2 separate regions of the Mus musculus genome follow, and region 1 is linked to region 2. Evidence: chromatin contacts called from public Micro-C data. All regions are on one chromosome and are shown on one strand. Each heading gives the region's core, a stretch centred on a gene start, on an enhancer-like site or on the middle of the called end of the contact. The rest is flanking DNA. Distances are from core to core; before and after follow the strand shown. Region 1 overlaps Gm13373 (a long non-coding RNA gene). Region 2 overlaps Olfm1 (olfactomedin 1).

The links. Hi-C and Micro-C count contacts between places; a contact is called where the count stands out from the background.
Region 1: a Micro-C map of muscle stem cells shows a contact between it and region 2, with 4 times the contacts expected there. The contact joins two enhancer-like sites. A contact is called at or near these places in 5 of 484 Hi-C or Micro-C datasets (the N1E-115 cell line, bone marrow-derived macrophages, embryonic retina and 2 more), 1 of 115 datasets of contacts at active chromatin or transcription factors (astrocytes) and 1 of 9 other capture datasets (embryonic stem cells).

What each region holds. Positions count from the first base shown.
Region 1 is chr2:28,335,563-28,341,802 of GRCm38.p6, reverse strand. All of the region lies in intron 2 of Gm13373 (a long non-coding RNA gene), which reads left to right. Among named protein-coding and RNA genes, the nearest start is that of Gm13373, 66 kb to the left of the region's middle. Within about 2 kb of position 4,557, at least 9 of the 459 cell types and tissues checked have an H3K27ac peak or open chromatin away from gene starts, as enhancers often do. A contact at or near this core is called in muscle stem cells, where this site is marked.
Region 2 is chr2:28,223,786-28,229,670 of GRCm38.p6, reverse strand. Olfm1 (olfactomedin 1) reads right to left here. Exons shown (of 6, transcript NM_019498.2): 6 at 1-617. Among named protein-coding and RNA genes, the nearest start is that of Olfm1, 21 kb to the right of the region's middle. Within about 2 kb of position 1,565, at least 21 of the 459 cell types and tissues checked have an H3K27ac peak or open chromatin away from gene starts, as enhancers often do. A contact at or near this core is called in muscle stem cells, where this site is marked.

The DNA of each region.
Region 1 (6,240 bases), core at 3,308-5,807, 110 kb before region 2:
AACAAACAAACAAACAAACCTCCATGTTCCTGCCTTGAGTTCCTGCCTGACTTCTCTGGATATTGGACTGTGATATGGAACTGTTAGATGAAAGAAACTTTTATTTCCCAACTTATTTTTTTGTCATGGAGTTTTATGACAGCAACAGAAACCCTAACAAAGATATATACATAATCTTAAAAACTCCTAAGTAAACAGCAGCAGCCTCCTTGGCCAGATTCATGTCTGGCGCCATGGTCCTCCTTTCCGTTCTGGTCAACCCTCTATTTCTCTTGGCTTGAGTTCCCCAACACATTCCCTTCCCCACTAGAGTCTGAATATTTATGATCTGTGTTCTGTTCTTTTTCCACAAAACAAAATAAAACAAAAAGCAGTTTAGACATTTTAACACAGCTAATTCTTCAAGACAAGCCAGCCCTCTGGAAAAACCCCAGGCACTTCAGAGAACAGTGCTTTCCTGATGTGTCTTCTAGGCTTCATCTGGTCTGCACTGGTGGCAGTGTTCAGAAGACCACTGCTAAGGTTGTTATCCTTGGTTGGTTCACGTCCTGCCTTGGCTGCTCACCACTGAGCATTCCCCCTACTGCTCCTTCTAGGATGGGAGAGAAAGATTGTGGAGGGAAGTTGGAGTTGAAAGACACCCTATTTGTTCCCCAAGCTCTCGGGGGTCTCATCTTGTGATCCTCAAGCAACATATAAGGGCCTGCTGATTTCCCAGCTCACAGGGCATGATGTCTACAGGCTGACTCCACACAACCATCTCACTGAGCATGTTCTAGCAAGACCTTGGCTGCATAAGGTGTGGCTCAGGGTGACTCTAGCCCTCAAGATGCTGATCCCCCTTCACACCACCAGGAGCATTTGTGCCTCTACCTGACTGCCTGCTTAGTCAGGGTTTCTATTCCTGCACAAACATCATGACCAAGAAGCAGTTGAGGAGGAAAGGGTTTATTCAGCTTACACTTCCACATTGCTGTTCATCACCAAGGAAGTCAGGACTGGAACTCAAGCAGGTCAGGAAGCAGGAGCTGATGCAGAGGCTATGGAGGGATGTTCTTTATTGGCTTGCCTCCCCTGGCTTGCTCAGCCTGCTCTCTTATAGAACCCAAGACTACCAGCCCAGAGATGGCACCACTCACAAGGGGCCTTTCCCCCTTGATCACTAATTGAGAAAATGCCTTACAGTTGGATCTCATGGAGGCATTTCCTCAACTGAAGCTCCTTTCTCTGTGATAACTCCAGCTGTGTCAAGTTGACACACAAAACTAGCCAGTACACATCCCTTTCCTAAACCTTACTAAAACAGGCTTCCAACTGTAGACGTGTGTCCTCTGTGACTCAGAAGAACACCTCTTGAGCTTGTGAGAGCCCTTGCCCTGAAATATGATCATCTCATGGACAGGCCTTTGTCACCCAGTTTAAGGGAAACAGACCTGGTTGGGTAGCAGGACAGACAAGCTGCCTGTGGCATCCATTAGAGCAGGCCTTTGCCCTCTTCTCTTCTCCACCTCAATTGAGTCCTTCTTTCTCTTCCTTGTCACCCCATCTAAAACACTGATACCTGCACACGGTGCTCTCCTGTGTCAGAGTTACCCTGTCACAGTGTCTGTTTGCACTCCTTTGAATAGTGTCTATATGAGTTTCTCTTGGCCAGACCTGAGGCTCAGAGTTGGTTTCAGTCTCAGGCTAGTGAGGAAATGTTCCAGTGGTCTCTGGCAAGGAGGCCATTGTGATCTTACCCTCTAGAGTACCTGCTGGGCTCCACTGCAGTACCTCATTCTTGGGTGGTGGTACATCATGGGCACTCCCCTATGCGCCATGTTCTCTACTGTATTAGAGAATCTTCCCCAAATGCAGTCCTACTTCCAAGGTGGGACCAGTAGGACTGCTGTATGAAATGGTATATGGGAAGCACCTCTCCATCATCCATCTACCAGATTTCCATCCATCCATCCATCTATCCATTCAAACATCTGTCCATCCATCAATCTGTCCAAACATCCATCCATCCACCCATCCAAACATCCATGTATTCATTCATCCATCTACCCATCCATCCATGTATCCATCTGTCATTCATTTACTTTTCATCTACTCACTATCTACCTGTCATTCATTTAACCATCATCCATCCAATTTTCTATCCATCCATCCACCCACCCACCCATCCAATATTTGTCCATCATCCATTATTTCCATTCAAAGACCATCCATCCCAACTTTTCATCAGCCACCATCTACCTGCCATTCATTTATCCACTATCCACCTGCCATGCATTTATCATCCATCCATCCATCCATTCATCCATCCATCCATCCACTCATCCATCTACCCATCCAACCATTCACTTATCCATCCATCCATCCATCCATCCATCCATCCATCCATCCATCCATCTACCCATCCAACCATTCACTTATCCATCCATCCATCCATCCATCCATCCATCCATCCATCCATCCATCCACTCATCCATCTACCCATCCAATCATTCACTTATCCATCTATCCATCCATCCATCCATCCATCCATCCATCCACTCAGCCATCTACCCATCCAACCATTCACTTATCCATCCATCCATCCATCCATCCATCCATCCATCCATCCATCTTTCCACCAACTTGTATATTTTAATTCATCATTCATCCACCACCCTCCCATTATCCATTTTAATCCACTCATCCATTCCTCTATCCATCTACCTTAGGAGGCAGCTTGCCATCATCATGGAGCTTGGAGTGTGTGTTTATTCAGAAGGCCAGACAAACAAGGAGCACAGTAGGTATAGGAAAACATTGGAAGGAGTGGCCCTGGACTGGTGAAGTCTTACACCTCCCACCCAACCTGCTATGGGCTATCTGTAGGCCTGGGGATTTCAACAATATACAGTGAGAGAATTACTAGAATTTTTTTTCGAAATCTTAAACATAGTATAAAATATTACATTTATTTATATGTATGTGCTTTGCCTGCATGTATGCACGTTCACTGCAGATAGTTGTGAGTCCCCATGTGGATGCTAAGAACCAAACCAGGGTCCTCTGCAAGAACAGCAAGTGCTCTTGACTATCTTGCGCTCCCTTTCCCTGCAGCAATGGCCTTTTGAGTAAATTCCTGTGATACAAAGCAGGACCAATCCCCTCATTTCAGCTCATTTAGGCTGAAACCTGGTAACAGAGCCCATATCTGGGCATGTGCACTCTTTAGGGGTTAAGTCAGGTGCCGTTTTGGGTAAAGTGGCACTGATTGTCCAGGCTCTGAATTCTTGACCCTGTGCTCTGTGTGAAGGCCTTTCAACAGCATCATCAGAAAGGAAACCACTTTGGTCCCCAGTTGAAATGACAACACCGAGCTTTGGAAGACAAAATGTCCCCTGCGTGGGCCACACATTGTTGCCACACATGGCCTGGACCCACAATCTGCCTGTGCTCTGAGGGGCCTCGCCAGTGCTCAGAGCAGACTTACCCTGAGTTTGGAATGAATGATCTCACATGCTAGCTGTCTCCAGGTCGACGGCTTCCAACCAGGGGGAGCAACCTTGGAAGCAGTGCTGGGTAGTCACACCTTAGGGGGCTCTGGGGCTAGAACCCATCTATGGGAAGCCCTGGCTTTGTAAAAGAGAGTGCACCCCTCCTCTTTCTGTATATGCGCACATGACAGAGAACAGGTGTGTGCCCAGGGTAATTTTAATTTCTCTCACCCTCAAGTGTCCATGCTCTGAAAATTTAGGAAGTATAATTTTAAAAATTGTAAAAGCATACATGTGAGTGTGTGTTACATGTGTGCGGATTCCTGTGGAGGCCAAAAGAGGGTATCAGAACCCTTGTAACTGGAGTGCCAGGGAGTTGTGAGCTGTTCAATGTGGGCACTGGAAGCCGAACTTGAGTTCTCTGAAGAGTAGCAAGCACTCAACCCCGCTCCCCACCCCCTGCCCCATCATCTCTGTGGCCCAGGAAGGGAAAGATAATCAAAAGAGGTGGCCAGTGGACTCTTCATGCTGTTTCACAACACAGTCCCAGGTTGTCTGTGCTTACAGCCTGCTTGTTAGTGGACGCTGGGGCTGGGCATCCTTCCTGGCCACAAGCTATGCTTGCTGAGGTCTCCTTGGCTGGCCAGGGTTCCTCTGGGGCTGACAGTTAATGTACTTCCTCAAGCCCTTCTTAGAAGAGCCTTCTGGGATTACACGCCGATGCTGCTAAAATGGACATCCCAACTTTGTCAGCCAGCTCTGAAGGTCACATGCTTTCTCAGCACCTCTCTGCTTTTTTTTTTTTTCTCCTGCTTTTCCATTGGTGAAGGAGGGTAAGTGCACCTAGGGCTGTGTCTGACAAGTCACTCAGATGCTGGCCAGGCAGGATGTCCTTGGTCCAGGCATCTCCAGACCCTGTGGGCTTCCTACACCTTGCTCAGCTATCCCTGTGGGGGTCTGGACCGAGCAAACTTTGCACTTCTGTTCACTGAAATGTGAGGTGGGAATCTGCATGCAGAACAGGGCTTGCTTCTTTTCATAGGCCCGAGTGTGCTGGTCAGTCGGCTCCATTCTCAGTGAGTACCCATCACATAGCAAGCTACCAGCCGCCTCATGCAGAACAATCCATCTTTCATGAGGCTCACACCCTCCCTCGAATGACAAACACTTTAATTTCAAATTAAATACAGCAACGCAGCCTTGATGAGGCCGTTGTTCCACACCGTCATCATTTCCCATCTCTTTCGGAGCCGATAAATTAGTCCCAATTAGAGGGAGGTAAACAGCTCTGGAGGGCATGCCTTTGCTGCTGATGTTGGTTGTCGCCTGAGAGCAGGACCTATTTTGTGCACCCTCTGTCCTGAGACCCCCGAATCTGTTTGTGATGAACTGTAGCCTGAGGTCTTGGGTAGTCCTGGCAAGCAGATGGGACAGGTGACCCCTGGATTCTGCCTCATTCCAACTGCATAGTTCACACAGGAAAGAGGACCGAGTAGCAAATCAGTGGCTGAATCAGTTGAGAATGAGTCTGGCCACAGGCATCTGTCTCTTCCAGGTCACAGGAACCACACAGTGGGATAAGCAAATGCTCGTCTGAGGCCTCAGTCCCTCTGCTCTGTAGATGTTCTGTGGCCTGCCAAGCAGCTGCCAGAGGGTGCAGCCTAGTGGGTAGTGGCCCCGCCGAGAAAATCAACTCGAGTCTCTGTCCTGTACACCCAAGCCAGGGACAGCAAGACACCTCCCAGCTGCTTGTGGGTCTGCTGCCAGACAGGTCTGATGTTGTTAACTGGGCATCAGAAATGGGACTCCCTGGCACCCAGGCAATGACTCTATAACAGCTGTGTGTGTGTATACCTGTGGCCCTGTCTATATTTCCACAGTGCCATCCGTGTGCCCTTTGGTGGTCACTGAGTATCAGTGAGGTCCTTGGACTGGGCCCTGATATTCCATCTTGACAAGGCTGAGGCATTGGCAGAGTTCAGCTTGATGTCTCTTCTTCCAGGAAGCCTACCTAGGATTTATCTCAGAGAGGGGTTCTGCTTCAGTGATGATTTAGCCCCCACCTCTATATTTTAAGCGTTCTTCACCACTGAAGCAGCTGGCCTCTCTCTCTCTCTCTCTCTCTCTCTCTCTCTCTCTCTCTCTCTCTCTCTCTCTCTCCCCCTCTCCCTCTCCCTCTCCCTCTCCCTCTCCCTCTCTCTCTCTCTCTCTTTTGAGGTTGTATGTTTCAGTTCCCACGCTGGATATCAGTCACAGAGAGAGTGGCTCAAAGGGGAGGGCTGAGCTGAGTGCTTATGAACAAACGTGTGTGTGTGTGTGTGTGTGTGTGTGTGTGTGCGTGCACACATACTAGGTATGCATGTCACATGTGACTGTATTTATATTTTGGATCTTCCTCTATGGTGTTCAACCAGGGTTGTAGACTCAGGACTTGCCTAAGGAACTCTATACAAGATGGGGAGTCTGAAGGGAAGGGGAATACTTCCTTCTTCATTACAGACTCAGAGCTCTGGGAGCCAAAAGCTACCCCACCCCGCCTGAGGTCTTTTGGGGTATGGAAGTGTTGGTGCCTGGCTTTGCTGTTCTGTTTGTCCTGCTGCCAAGTGTCTGATGTTGCCTTTTGGCAATAAAACAGTCAAAACCCAACTGAGTGAGTTGAGTGTCAAGCAGCCGTAAACAAATCCTAAGTGGATGGTTGCTGTGAGTTCTAACACCTCCCCTCCAACCACCCGGCAGCCTCACACACAGCTCATCACGGTAAGCGAAG
Region 2 (5,885 bases), core at 316-2,815:
CCATTGTTCCAGGCGTACAGCGCGCGGTCTTTAGGGTTGTAGTCCAGCATGGAGATGTGAGAGTATTTGTTCTGGAAGGGGATGTCAATGTACTCGTAGGTCGAGGCGTTGGTTTGGTAGGCATAGTGGACCTTGGTGCCCCCCGAGTAACCGTTGGTGACATAGAGGGTGCCGCAGATGATGAAGGCCTCACCGGCACTGCGCTTGGGGTAGCTGGTGTTCCAGGTCTGGAGGATCTGCAGTGAGACAGGATCCAGCTTGCTGATGACAATGTTGCCTGCGTTCTGGTTTGTGGCATAGACAGCCCAGAGCCCATTCTCGTCCACCATGAGGTCGATGTCTGAGTGGCCGCCCCAGGCATAGTGATACATATTGTTGTAGCCAGCATAGTCCAGGCTGCGCGTCTTCAGAATCGTCTCTGTCTTCAGGTCAAACCTAATGATAATGTGACTCTGGAATTTGTTGAAATAGATGGAGCCATTGTAGACCACCTGGCCCGTACCTGACCAGGGGTGTGGGAGACGGTGAGAGGTAAAGTTGTCCGTGTTCATGAAGTCCACCATGGACTTGTACTCACGGACGAAGCGGTTGTTGTGATAACCATCCATGTACCAGACCTGTGGGGAGAGCAGACATGGTTAATGTCCCGCTGCAAGTTGAAGACATAGAGCATCCTGTCCTACCTTCAGGAACGCTAGACTGCCCCTAGTCTCCACTCAGGCCTATTTTCCTACCCCTGGGAAGAGTGGGACACAGTGGAGGGACAGATGTGGCCACAGACAGTTAGGGCTCTCCTACATACACAGTCCACAGCCAGTCTATGTAATATACAACAGTGGGTAGTATGGGAAACCCTACCAGGTCCCCAGATGGAGCCCTCACTACTTAGGATAGCACCATGTTATAGGACAATGGCCATGTCTTTTTGCTCACTGTTGGATCTTGGCCAAGGGATTGAGAGAAAGGAGTGTCATCAACTCGGGGACTCGATGCTAGAATCAGTGTTGCAGAGAGTACAGCTGCTAGGTAGATGCTCACACACTGGGGAGCTTCTGTCTGCAAGGACAACTGTCTCTCAAGGTGACTGGGAAGGGCCATCTTCCAGTGTGCGGATGGCACGCTGTGAGTGAGTCCTCTCCATTTCACCAGCTGTTACTGATGTACAGTCTGAGTCACTGTCTCTGTCTGCTGGTGTGTGTGTGTGTGTGTGTGTGTGTGAGAGAGAGAGAGAGAGAGAGAGAGAGAGAGAGAGAGAGAGAGAGAGAGAGAGAGAGAGAGAACCAAGTATGAGCAGGGGAAGGTAACTAACCAGGGCTTTGGTTTGCTGTAGGGGGCAATGGTTCGTTCATTCCCTAATCTGGGGAAAGCAAGTCTCAGACTGGACTGTGGGTCTCCCAGCCATGGAAATCACCCAAGTAACAAACTCAGCCTCGACCTGAGTTTGAAGGGTTACAAAGAAAGTGATTTCTGATGACTGCTTGCATGCCAGTTAACCCGAGAACTATCTAGACTCGGAACAAAAACCTTTAGTAATCTTGAAGCAATTTTGGAGCAGCTGAGAAGGGGGCAGGGTTAGGAGAGAGACCTGGCAGCACGCTCTGCTGCCAGGCTTTAAGACAGCTGCTTTATCCACAGAGAGCTGGGAAAGCTGGGCAGGGATTAGGGCTGTGGCAGCAGCTCCCAAGCTTGGTTCCTGAGACATCTGATCAGATGCCGGGAGGCAGATGTGCCTTTGGTTTCTAATGAGATTAAAAACACCGACAGCAACAACAGCGTCTCTGTCTGAGGCTGTTGCTATCCTGAGTCCATCCCTCAACAATATGGGTCATGGATTAAAATGGAGATATCAACCCCTAGGTCTCTCGGGGCAAAGCTACCCACCCCCTACTCCCTCACTGGGCTGCCTCCTAGGATGGAGAGTTCTCTATCTCTCTGCAGCCTCTGCTTTAACCTCCCTCTACAGCCCTCCCTGTCCACCTGTGAAGCAAGCCCCTCCTTTGTGCTTTGGAATGGGCTCTCCACAGCAGGAAGCTAGTGATTGGTTTCTGTGTTTCTTCGGTCTAGTGTATAACAAGATGATACCAGTATCCAATTTCTAAGGATTTTTAAGTGGTCTCTTCTCCATATACTGGCAAATCAGTCACAGGACCCAATTGCTTTCTGAAGACACAGACTGGGTTACATTAAGGAAGTAGGCTCCAGAGGCCAAATATTCAACTACAGGCTATGGAGGCTGCTTGAGACATGGGCCATTCTACAGAAGAGAGCCACATGGCTTAAAGCCTAGAGCCTCATGGGGAGAAGCCCCATTTCCAAAGGGCTGCTCTTCCCCTCAGTGTTGTGAGCTCCGCTCTGAAATGCCTTTGTTTTCTGTCCTTTTCAAGGCTAGTGTTGTCTCTTGGAAGTGACTCCAGAGGCAGTTGCTGGCTCCCAGAGACATGGCTCTCATGTCCTCTAGAAGGATTAATGGTTCTTTCCAACTAGACTCAAGGATGCTCGGCTAAAGGTGAAGGGCAGAGTGGAGGGTGTCAGGGTACCTACACCATTTGGCTTTATTTAGAGGACACAAGTGTCGTCAGAGGAGCCTACGCGCCAGTGGAGCTGCCTTTGATGCAGGACAGCTGCTTAGGAATAGAGGGGACCAGTGGGCAAAGAGCTACCCCACCTTCACTCTTCTGGTCCTGATTTCTGTCTCTCAGTAGCTGACCCTGAGAATTTTGGCATAACTGACCAGACCACCTTAAAAAAGAGATATACACACTTCTTTTTCTAAGTAAGTTCACAAGTGAGACTGTTAAAATGGCTCGTGAACACGCCTCAAATCTAACTCCACTGTGACCGATGTCTGAGCCTTTGCTCCATGCCTTTGATCCATGCCTTTGCTCTCATATTACCCTTCTCAGGCTGCAGAGCGGACCTGTAAAAAGTCTGCTTGTCAGGGAATGAACTCTATGGCCAAGAAAAAGCTGTAGGTCGACATATACTAACGTCAAAACTTAGTTAATAGATTTAGTAGTTTCTAAGTCCCCACATCACATCTGTAGCTGGTGCCCAGGTACACAGGAGCATCCTTCTAACATCTGTGCTTGATTCTGCATGACTCTTATTTTTCTGCCTCAGAATGAACTTGCTCACTTTGCATCTGTCTTACCTCATTCTCTCCTTTGATGGATGTCAAGGGCTTGCCTGCTTGGAGGTCCCCGAGGCTTTGCGGGGCTCCCTGAGCTCTTCTGTACACATTATAGCTCTGCTTTAAGTCGCCCCATGTTCAGACATGAAAATGGAGGCCACCTAACCAAGTTTAGTTCCTTTTCAGCTGGGAGGGGGACCAGGACAGAGCTGCCAGGGCTCTACACAGCATCTTATGGTGCAGTGAAGGTGTTGGGTGATGCTATTTAAGGGACCGTCTTGCTAACAGGGCTTTAGTTTTGCTCTTCTCTCTGGCTTGGCAAGCATCTGACAAGTGTCCTCCTGAAACCGCTAGCATCAAGGAATTCAGCCTTGGAAACCATGTTTTAAAGGGAGCAGTTAGTGAAGGGGTGGAGAGAACCCCAGTGGGAGGCTGGGAGGAAGTGGCGGGATGCCAGACACCCCAGGAATGTCCCAGTCCCTACTCCCACTGAGAAAGGATTAGAAAGGATGTCTGAGCTGCCAGCAGACAGAGCTGCAGGCACCAGTAGATCTGTGTAATCTAAAGCATTCTGGATAATTCCACCCTCTGTTCTAAGGATCATCTGCTGGTTTTGATGCTGTTTAGATGAGAGGAAAGAGCCTTTGCGCACAGAGCTAAGTGAGGGTTTGAGGAATATGCCACCCTTTTGAACATGAGCCTCCTGGGGCAGTGGGTACAAGCCCCCTCTCTGATGTCTTGTGTAAGCTATACTGGACTCCTGAGGTGGCAAGCCAGTTGGAAGCAGAAAGGGAGGTGGGTGGGACACAACTCTGTCAGAGTGTCTCAGTCCAAGCAGACTGTGAGCCTGAGAATCCAGAAGGAGATCTCTGGAACTCTAGGGACCTGGAGGTGTGGTAGAGAGGTAGGGACTCATGCATCCCGCACACAAGAAATACAGCTCGCACCCACTTCTAATGTTGGGGACTGAGGGTCTGTGGCTCACTGCTGAGTAAGGTTCCTTTGCATAGCACGTTACATAGTTGGTGTTTGTTAGAGGGGAGCCCATGCAAAGGTGTCCCAAGCTCATTTTGCTCTAACAGTTTACACAGAGGCAGTGGGGACTGAGCTGGCTCAGCACGAGGCCCTCAGTACACACACTGATGTGGGGCTCTGCAGCTTCCTGAGGTCTTCTCCTGGGTCCCATGCAGTCCTCCCCTCCATTTCACCCCACCCTCCACGGGGGCCTGCTCTAAAGCCAACATCAATTTCTCTTTCTTTCTCTTTTTTCTTTGCATGTGTGTGGCGAGTTATTGGTCTCCCGTGTGTATGTGATCAAAAGTAAATGGGAGATTGGAAGAAAGCAAGCAAAACAAACACTGCTGGTGTTGATCAATGGTTGAACAAGGCGACATGTCACTTAGCAGGCCGGGAGCACGTGGTTCAGAGTGCTTAGAGCCCAACATGCCCAGAGCAGCACCCAATACTGTGTGCCTGCTGCCAGCCAGCATCCAGCTGCTTCCCTGCTGTCAGCCCTCATGAAGTCCCCTCCTCCTTCTAGCCACTGCCTGCCACCAGAGCCTCCTCTGCCGGAAGGCAGTCACGAAGCAGAAAATAGATACTTAATTGTCACAGCACCCATGGGTGTCCTGACAAGTTTGTGAGCCTACACCCTTGCTATGCCTTATATCCTAGACACTGAGGCACACATATGTAATGTCAGAAGGCTCCAGACTTGGGTACCTCTCTTGGCCTTGGCTAGCCAGGGTGGAGTTGATGGTGGGGAGAGGTCCTTAGTGGGTGGCATCAGGAGCCTCAGTCCAGAATCTCACAGATTCAGTGACACCAGGCACCAGCCTCTGAGGACCATGGGTAGGACCTGGCCCATTTGTATGAGTAGTGGTTAACAGTTTCTCAGAAGCCTGGAAGGAGGTACTGGTGCTAGAAGGTGTATAGAGACCAGTGTGTGTGTGTGTGTGTGTGTGTGTGTGTGTGTGTGTGTGTGTGTGTGTGTGTGTGTGTATTTGGTGTGTGTGTGTGTGTGTGTGTGTGTGTGTGTGTGTGTGTGTGTGTGTGTGTGTGTGTGTGTGTATGTATGGGCACAGAGGTAACTATATCATTCTCTGCAATCCAGAGCTGGTAACTAGACATGACATGGTTGGGGCAGAGCCTGGCATGCTGGCCTGGACTTTCTAGGCATCTTCTGTCTTGGCCCTCTTTCTCCTCATCATAGCATCCACATCTATAGCAAGAGGGTGTTCCTAACCAAACTGTGAGCAGAGGTAACTTTTTCTGACAAGATGTGGGTACAATCAAAACCTAAGTGTCCCAGTTAGCACTAATTGTCAACTTGCCCTAACCTGAAATCAGCTGAATAAAGAGTCTCAGTGGAGTAACTGTCTTTATTAGGTTGACATATGAGCATGCCTGGAAGGGACCGTTTTGATTGCCTTGACTAACAGAAGGGCTCATCTCACTGTGGGCGGCACTATCCCCTGTGCAGTGGTTCTGAGCTATGTTATAAAGCTAGCTAAGCATAAGCCATCGTTAGCATCCTTCATGGTTCCTGCTGTTATTTCTTGCCCATGTGTGAGTTCCTTCGTCAGAAGTGATGCTTAGAAGAATAGCAAATAGGTTTACCTTTCAGGTCCTTTCTTGAGTTCCTGCCCTGACTGCCCCCAGGAATGCACGTGACCAGGAAGTATAACACAAAAAACCAACCTTTTCTTCCTAAGTTGCTTTCTGTCAAAGTGTTTTATCACAAGCAACAGAAAAT